Regions from separate parts of the Sorghum bicolor genome. Here region 1 is linked to region 2. The links are chromatin contacts, called in public HiCAR-type maps. All regions are on one chromosome and are shown on one strand. Each heading gives the region's core, a stretch centred on a gene start, on an enhancer-like site or on the middle of the called end of the contact. The rest is flanking DNA. Distances are from core to core; before and after follow the strand shown.

Region 1 (4,836 bases), core at 707-3,206, 280 kb before region 2:
GCCCATCTTCTTTTGAGGCAAGGCAACCGCCATATGGTAGCGCATGTTGTGAGCAATCTCCCAGACATTCTGATGGCGCACAAGGTGTTGCCGTCTCAGGTACATCACAGGCTAGAGATAATACTGGGTACTATGTTCAGTTGAGAGCTTTCTCATCTCTAGTCACCATCTGTTGCATCTCTTCAGGAGGGCCTTATTTAGTTCTAAAATATTTTGCAAAATCGACACTGTAGCTCTTTCGTTTGTATTTGACAAATATTGTCCAATCATGGACTAGCTAGACTCAAAAGATTCGTCTCGTCAATTTCGACCAAACTGTGCAATTAGTTTTTATTTTTGTCTATATTTAATACTTCATGCATGTGTCTAAAGATTTGATGTGATAGGAAATCTAAAAAATTTTGCAAAATTTTTTGGGAACTAAACAAGGCCCTCGGTGAACCTTCTTTCGTAGAGCTCTCTCTTTGGACCTAAAGCAAGAATACATGCTGTGAAAACTGAATTGCCGACTTGGCTGAAAACTGAATTGCTGACTTCGCTGAAATTGAGCATATACTGAAGAAGAAAACATTGTTTCTTCGTTGAAAAGTAGTGCTAAATTATTGCTGCCATTAGTGGGCAGTTACTTAGGCGCTGAACAGCATGACGTCTGACATGTTCCGTACAAGTTTAACTTGTTGTTAGCATGGTTGTAGACTTAGCTTGTTCGCTTGAGTTTATCAATCAAATCATTCAACAGTAACCAACGGGGAGGAGCATATAAAAGTGCGAATAGTAGCAGCAGTAAAACATGAACGAAGAGCATCGATTGGGCAGAAATGAACAGTTAATACTGGGTTGATTAATAATCCCGTACGTACACAGTACAACGCGGTTAATGGGTACTGCGCTGTAACAAAAACATTTGTGTTACGGAATCGCAATTGTAGAATGAGAATGAAGAAGCAGAAGTGAGTCAGAGCGTGGGTGCCAGGTAGGAGGCGGCGAGCATCTTGCCGAGCTGCACCTGTGCCGGCGTGGTAAGGTGCGTGTAGTCGCTGGCGACGGGCAGGCCCTTGGCGTCCACGTATTTGACGTTGTGGAGGCTGACCCTCCTCTGCGCTTCCCTGACGATGTCGACGAACTTGCCCTGGCCCGTGGCGAGGCCGACCTGGATGACGAGCAGGTCGGGCATGCCGAGGTCCCGGCGGACGTCGCGGACGAAGGCCTCCATGCGGGACGTGTAGACGTCGGCGTCCTGGCGCCTGATGGTGTCGGCCTCGCCCTGGTACCACAGAAGCGCGGCGAGCCTGGAAGATCCAGCATTGTTGTTGTTGTTGTTGTTGTTGTTGTTGTTGTTGGCGAGGGCGGCCCTTGCGCGCTTGAGCATGCGGTCGTACAGCGGCGTGCCGCGGGACCAGCTGGCGATGGGCGTGGCGCCCTGCGCGCAGGGGACGAGCCCCACGACGGCGTGCGGCGGGACGCGGCCGTGGCGGCGCAGGAGCGCGTGCGCGAAGGGCATCCCGGGTCCGACCCCGAGGACGTTGTGCAGGTCGATGCCGGCGTGCAGCGGCTCCCGGGCCTCCTCCCAGCGCAGAGACGGGGAGAGGCGGAGGATGCGCGGGGACGGGGCGCAGTCGGGCGGCACGACGCCGTCCCAGGTGCCGTTGGTGGCGCCGCCGCGGCCGCCCATGTTGGACTGCCCCGCCAGGAGGAACACCAGCGTGGGGCTGCTGGAGGCCGTGGCGGCTGGTGCGGAGGCCAGGAGGATGAGGAGGAAGAGGGAGATGAATTCAGGCACCAGTTGCGCCATATTGGCGCTAGCTAGCTAGCTGTCACTCTGCACTCTCCACTCACGTGAAGGGAGATGTACCAGTCGGTCGGTGCGGTATGCTCTGGATCGAGTGAAGTGCGCTTTAAGTAGAGAAGCGGGAAGGACAGACAGGAAGGGCAGCTACTACCCGCTGTAACTACTCCTACGGTGGTGGTGGTGGTGGTGGCGGTGGCGGTGGTGGTAGCGAAGGGAAGGGAGGCGCGGAGCGGAGCGGCAGTGGGGCAGCACCGGCAACGCGCGTGGCGTGGGTCACGGATTTCCTTTGTCTGCCATGTATGGATGGATCCCCACCACCCCTGTCGCATCGGCGGCCGCCGCATCCATCCATCCATCCATCGTGGCATAAAAGCTGGCCTGCTGTGCCCTTTTCCGTTTGTCTGCCTCTGCTCCATTGCGTACGTATACGATCCTACCTCTATCCATCTAGCAGGCTGTCACGTACAGTAGGTCGGCCACACACAACACAACACAAAATGGGGAGACGACACAAATCCCGGCATCGTCACCCGCAACGCGTTTTGTATACTTCTTCTTCTTCTCGTTGTCTTCCATCTCCTTGACTCGTTCTCTTATAGGGACGATTAACTAGACTGTAGATTCGTTAGAGGGCTTTTCTGTAAAATAGGCAAACCGAGAATCCACCAATGCTCCAAATGTTGTGGTTCAAACGGATCCAAGTGGATTTTAATGGACTCCAATGTCTACATCATGCCACACAAATTCACTAATTCGCAATTCTCATAGCAAAGCACGAGCTATGTTTTTAGTTATGTAAAAAAGACAAACAAACAAACAACTTATCAAACTAAAATAAATAGATGAATCGCTACTACGGATTCCGGTTTGTTAGTTATCACTTTCTAATGTTAATCGTAATTAACCAACATTCTAACAACCCTCTAGCTAGGTCGATGAGTTGCAAAATGTTTCGATCATACCCTAGACAAGGACATAAGATTAGGAAAAAATGGTGGATATCGTATCTATCCAGACTTTGTGTATACCATGGCTCATTGGTTGACACATGTGCATTCAGACTCCATGTGTCCTCCATCGAGCGACGGTATGCATGGAGTCTAGATGGATACTGTATTCACCGTTTTTTATTAAGATTAGGCTACTCTCTTCTCAAAGCACCCTCTAGCCAAGTTCGTGGCCGTTTCTTCCAAGCTCAAGTTCTGACATAAGTCAACACGGGCGCCGCATATCACTGGAAAATAGTTATTTTTAAATGGTAGAATAAATATATAAAAAAAATAAGCACCCATGTTAAACTGAGATATTAAATCTGAGTGGGTCTAGTTAAAGTCTTAAAAATGCGAGTATCTACGTCGAATAAAAAACTTCATATATAAACATTTTGTCAGGTGCCGGAACTAAAGTTCTTTTTTTAGGATGGATCTTAGAGCATCAGTTTATGCTGAAAATAGGTGGACAGGTAATGTTGCCCATGGCTAAAAATGTCAACGACATGCGATGTGGCGATGTTGTCCTAGTGCGGCCACAGCACGCGGTGCCAGCTATCCGTATCCAATCCAGGGCAGTCTCACTGTGTGTGTGGGCCATGCTCTTTCCAGATCACATCCACGACCACGATCCTTCCATCTGTAGATCATCGGAATCGGACCACAGGAGTAATTGCGAAGCTGATGTAACAAAGGGCGAAAAAAAGAGAGAGAAAAAAAAGGAACAAAGAGAACAGAGGCGGGCCAATTCTATAAAGCCCATCTAAGGAATACACTTTGTTGTATGCCAGCCCCGTAAATGGGCCGGTCTAGAGAACCAATACGGGCCCGATAAAATGATTTCATATTCTTTTGAAAAATAAAGATCTCTTTTACCAATGGAACATCTTACCCTCTTAGAGCAACTCCAGCCCAGCATGCAAATTGGGCTTCTATTTTTTCTATTTGCATGCTGGTCTGCAAAAAACAGGGATCCAAAATCAATTACAACTCCAGCCCAACACCCAAAATCAACTTAACAGCTCCTCTCCTGCCACGCAAATCCACAGCCACGGCAAGCCGCCGGCCACAGGAATCCACAACGGCAAGCCGAAGCTTTGAAGCCGGAGCCTCCAAAGCGGCGCAGATTTCAATGCACGACGACCTCAGCGCTGGATCCCTCCGATTTGATCGGTGAGCTACCATTTCAGGGACGTACGGAGCACTCGAGCTCCATCCTGCGCTCCGGCCGTCCACACAGGCACCCACGGCGCCCCCGACGAGGCGGCCGCGTCAGCTGCCGGCCACACGAACGCGTCGCCCACCACGCAGCTCACCCCTGGCGTCGCCCGCCGCGACGCGGGCCGGCCTTCACCCCGCCGGCCTCCGCGGCCGCCATGAACTGTCGCAGCCGCCGACGCAAACGCAGGCAGGCCGGCGGGCGTCCCTGGCCGGAGGACCAGCAGCAGGCGAGCTCGGCGCGCTGGAGAAGGTGGCGAAGACGGTGGACGACGTGGCGGCGGAGATGGCGACGGAGGAGTCGCTGGCTATCTCCAAGTTCGTGGGCGTGGCGGGCGCGGTGCCCAAGGACGCGCGGGCGTCGCACGACTGCCTGTACCGCCGTGGACATCTACCTGAAGACGCACCCGGGGCTGGACGAGATCGAGAGGGAGAAGGTGTGCAGCGTCATGGACCCGCTCAGGCTGTCGTACCAGGCGCGCCTGCACGCACCGCAGAACAAGCGGCTGCCGCTGCAGGCCTTGCTCGACGCGCTCTACTACGACCAACTCAAGCTCCGCAGCGCCGACGGCGGCGACGGTGCGGAGGGAGGAGGGTGGGAGTCGCAGTCGGCTGCCGGGAAGGCTCGCGCGCAGGCGCGGGCGGACGCGTCACTGGCGAGGGAGAACGAGGCGCTGAGGTCAGAGCTGGCAAGGATGCGGGCGTACGTGTCGGGGATGCAGCAGCACAGCAATGGGAGCGGGTCGAGGTCGTCGTTGGCGTCGGCGTCGCTGGTGCCGGCGTCGGCGGCGGGGAAGAAGGCGAGCTTCTTGGGGTCGGTGTCCCAGACGTTGAGCCAGT
Region 2 (4,783 bases), core at 1,728-4,227:
TGACGCATTTCGGCATTTGCCATGAAAACAAACATAATCACCAGAGCGCATGCATATCTGGACCATGATTATTATGTTCACATGCAAGTTATGCAACTGCATCCAGTCACAAAAGCTACCATATTTTCTAGTACAAAATATTTAATTATAAAATATGCAGAGGTATACTTTGTAAAAGTTTCTTTCAAGACAAATTTATACCAATATATTATGTTCCCAAATTATTCCCTTTAGGCACAAATAAGTGACTATTGTTTTTTAATTAAAATATTTGTAAAACGTACCAATCCCCTCATTCTAAGCCGTTTAGGACATTGAAATGGTCTACAACATTAAACTTTGACTAACAATTTCAATGAAAACATAATATTTTGATCAAGTATAATTAAAGATTATGAGCTCCTTAGGAAGCCTCTAGTCCATGAACGCGCGCGCGCACACACACCTAACTCCTATAAGCACCTATGAAACATTAGTTCATTGTTGACGGACCTATCACCTACAGTTAAAAGAATAGCCACACCTAGTAGAATCTAGAAAAAATGTGAGCACCACATTAAATTTAGAACTCGAATCTAGCTAACTACCTACTCGACCTATAGTCATGGGCAGTGGTGCATTGTTGCCGCTAATTGTTTCAATATTGTCGATTGGATCCACTAATTGAACCTCCCGATGGGGCTTGTGGGCATAGCAGCGCCGAATTGAGGTCATAACCAGATCTTGTTCTGGTAAGAGACACCTTTTTTTTCATGTCGGACGATGTTGTAAAGTGAATGTTTCTGTTTTTTAGCCTAGGTACTCCCTTCATACCTGAAATTCTTGACGTTTAGGACATGATTGTGCTTACAAAGGAGTGATTAATTAGAAGGTATTTTTCTATCTCTACCCCTATTAAATAAACAGAGTCATGACTGCTCTTCAAACAAGAAAGTTGTTGAACCCAAGTGGCTAGAGCAGCAGCCTGTGAGTCCCATTGTGCGGGGTGCAGAGTTTGAACCCAATCAGCGCAGTATTTTTTTGCGGAAGGCCAGCAGTGAGAGGTGTGGGCCTTTAATGCGCAGCCAGCGCGCGAGCCTTGCGGCAGCTGAAGAGGCACGCGGTGTAGGGACAAACGCGTCATGTTTAAGCCTCTCATGGCGGCAACGTCATTTTTTTTTTCTCAAAACTGATTCTTGATCTAAAACGTCACCTATTATAGGTATGGAGGGAGTACGTAGTTCATGAAATAATTGAAGCAGGCAATGGATTAAATTATATAATAGTTTTACCCAGATGAACAAATCTACTCCCTCCATTTATAAGACGACTTTTCTAAAAATATCAAAATATCCCTTGTCGTGTTTTGTTGTGTAGCACTGTGGGTGGAGTGGTGATTGGCAATTTGGCACTGGCAGTTCGGCAGGATTGAATTTAATGAAAAGGGACTGTACACATAAATTATTCAGATCTATCGGAATTATTATTGGCACATTTAATTTATCCGAATGTTGGCGAATGGCAAGCAATGCATACGCATGAGGCTAGGAGAGCGGCCGGGTGATGAGCGAGGAGTGTAGTACGTGGGCGCCGCAGAGCCGCCTGAATGCTGTCGGCCGGCCGGCCGGGGTATCGGTGGGTGGAGGTGGAGGTGGAGGTGGTGGCGGCGACGGCGACGGCCGGCCGGAGTTTGGTCTGCGCTGCGCGTGCCGGTCGAGATAGCGACGGGCGAGACGACGGAGGGAGTTGCACTGGTTGGAGTTGGTTGGCGTGGCACGTCGTCGTCGTCGTCGTCGATCGTCATTGTAGCGGCGAGCCGCCGCCGTCGTAAGAGAAGGCAACGGTTGGATGTGGGCCTTAATTTGTATGGGTCGATAACTTTTGTTGGTTCTTGTTCGGCAGAGATGCTGGGCCGGCCCAACTACTATGCCTTGTTTTTTTGGTACGGGCTACCTTAAAAAAAATAAGAAGGAAAGGGCAAAAGGTCTCGGTTCCAAGAAATTATTTTTCACGTCAGATTTCATTTTCATTTTATTATTTTTCTCCTGAGATTTCGCTTTCACTATTCATAGTAGTACCATGTTATGTCAACCAACTGAAAAGCATGACGACAGACTGATATTTCTGTCCCTGGTATTATTATTATTATTATTATTATTATTATTATTATTATTATTATTATTATTATTATTATTATTATTATTATTATTATTATTATTATTATTATTATTATTATTATTATTATTATTATTATTATTATTATTATTATTATTATTATTATTATTATTATTATTATTATTATTATTATTATTTAGTTTAAAGTTCCAAAATCCTTTGTCTGAAACAGAAATCCAAATCTAGACATACATACCTTCATGTTGTAACTGTAGACCATAACAATTAGTACAAACACATATGGAGGCACATGCATGAAACATTAATATATAGATAAAAAAAATAACTAATTGCACAATTTACCTGTAATTTGCGAGACGAATCTTTTTAATCTAGTTAGTCTATAATTAAATAATAATTATTAAATAAAACTAAAAATGTTACAGTAGCGAAATCTAAAAAATTTCATAAACTAAATAAGGCCTAAGAAAAGAGGAGAGAGAAGAAATGAAACCATACGCGTCTACCAAAGGTAAACCACTGGTACAATAGTAGAGTATTCAATTGGGTTAAGCAAAATATAAAGACCATACCATTTGTTTATTTATTTATTTATATAAAAAGAATTGTGGGCCAGCATCACACTCTCCTCTCCTCCTGGCTCCTGCTTCCCGGAAACGGAAGCGGCAGAAGCGGTGGGCCAAGTCCACCGTCCACGCCCCCCTCTCCAAGAAACCCCAAACCGATGGCCGGCCGACCTGGACCCACCAAAGGGGGGGCCGTCCGATCCCGCCCACAGGACGCAACGGACGGCCCGATGCGGCGCCTGCCCGTGTCGGCCCGTCGCTACATGTACGCGGGAGTCGCACCCGGGGCCGCCTCGCTCGCTCGCTCTCCCCTCTCCTCTCTCTGCGCCCACCGGAACGGAAACGCAACCCCAACCCAGGGGAGGAAGGAAGAGGGGAAAGCAGGAGCCGACTGCCCACACCACCCACAGGAACGCCGCGGGGCAGGGGGGGGGGGGAGGAGGAAGACGCCGGCAGTGGCGGCGCCTTAAAAGGCCAGGGCGCGGTTTTCTGCTTGCCTATCTTTCACTTCCCCTCATCTACTACTGCGCTGCGCCGTTTAATTTAGCCCGCAAGAGTAAACAACAAGAGGAAGAATTCTTGTGTTGCGGTCCAATCCGTTCCGCTGCTTGAGCTTGACTGACTATCTCTATCCGATCTTCCGCGTGACGGGTCCGATGACCTACCACTGGTATTGCTTACCTCCTTCCCCTTCCCTTTCCCCTTAATTTGGTCTCTTGTTGATCCTGTTATGTGGTATGCTAATTCGGATCGATTGAATTGAATTAAGCTATTCTGAGGCGATTCTTTTAGTGCGTATTAGATGTATCATGTACTATTAGTTAGTGTCGCCCTGCCGGCGTTTCTGTTGTGTTATTGTATACTAGTTGCTAGTTTGTGCTCCTAATCTTTACCTGTCATCATGCGTTTGCTGCCTCATGGTAGGATGAACAACATTCTAGACCAATTGACACTAGCAGCGCCCCGCTGACTACATAACAAAGCAAAGCAATAGGGCAATAGGGAAGCGATTCCTGCACCCAATGATGAATTATGAACGATTCTAGTGCACTTATCGACCTAGGCATGACTCTAGCAGCGCTGACGTATCATATATGATCTTGCTAGTATTGTGCAGTCTTTGGACAGCACCGCACGATACTATATATATTGGTTAAGTTCACAACTGATTTGAAACTGTTTAAAAAAAATTGGACAAGTGATCTGTAACTGAGTGAAGTATATGTTCTATATTTACTGTAAGTACTAATGAAAGTCAACCTTGGATGTCTGGTCGTCACTGTGCAACTGTTAATGAGCAAACTAATGTCGTACAAGTTTTAGACAAGTGTTTGGAAAGTTTATTGTTCAATGTTTTATATTAACTGTAATATAAGTACCAGTGACAGTCAACCTTGGGTGTCTGGTCATCAGCGTGCAACTTTTAATTAGCAAACTAATGCAGTACAAGTTCTAGAGGAAGTGTTTGGAAAGTTTATTGTTAAATGTTATAATTCTGGCCTAATGAGCATAACAAGCTTTGCACGTCAGGGCCTCAAGGGTCGTCGTCATCTATCTATATTTGAGGTTCTTGCGTCAACATGACAAGGTGCTTTTACTCCCATCAAACTGTTACGGGGGTAGCGCTGTGGCTGTCATTTCTGTGTCCTAGGAAAATGGCCACAGAGAAGAGCCAAAGATATGAAGGGTCTTTTTTACAACACAGACATGCCGGTAATGTCTGTTGCGGAAGCAGGGTTGGCACGCTTCTGTGTCTTATGATCTTCTGCTGCCTCCTTGTGTGGCTGCACCAGCCATCAGCTCTACCAGAGCAGCAGTATCCAGAGAGATGGTGTGGAGCACACACAATTCTACTCTGCGTGGGGTAAAGAATCACTCTGGCAGAGTTGTTTTACTAGTCGTATTCGGTTTGCAAACAAGAAAACTCCCTGGACTCAATTAAGCGTCGATAACTTTTTAACATCAAATAATATGGGCACTGGGGAAAAAGGTCTTTACTTACTTTAGGAAGAAATAGTAATATGTCAACAAGGGAAGTTCTAAAGTTAATAACTCATGCATTTTGTGCCCTGTAACTATAATTGTAAATAAATGTTTACGCA

The links. HiCAR-type assays count read pairs that join an accessible place to other places.
Region 1: a HiCAR-type map of leaf shows a contact between it and region 2, with 5 times the contacts expected there. The contact joins the promoter of LOC8059251 here to the promoter of LOC8061389 in region 2. A contact is called at or near these places in 1 of 4 Hi-C or Micro-C datasets (leaf mesophyll) and 1 of 1 datasets of contacts at active chromatin or transcription factors (leaf).

Annotation. Positions count from the first base shown.
Region 1 is chr1:405,636-410,471 of Sorghum_bicolor_NCBIv3, forward strand. LOC8059251 (probable carbohydrate esterase At4g34215) reads right to left here and starts at 1,957. Exons shown (of 1, transcript XM_002466017.2): 1 at 788-1,957. The coding sequence starts at 1,792. The coding sequence ends at 956. It also overlaps the pseudogene LOC8061377.
Region 2 is chr1:681,675-686,457 of Sorghum_bicolor_NCBIv3, forward strand. It overlaps LOC8061389 (inactive poly [ADP-ribose] polymerase RCD1), which reads left to right and starts at 2,978. Exons shown (of 8, transcript XM_021457901.1): 1 at 2,978-3,351; 2 at 4,212-4,545.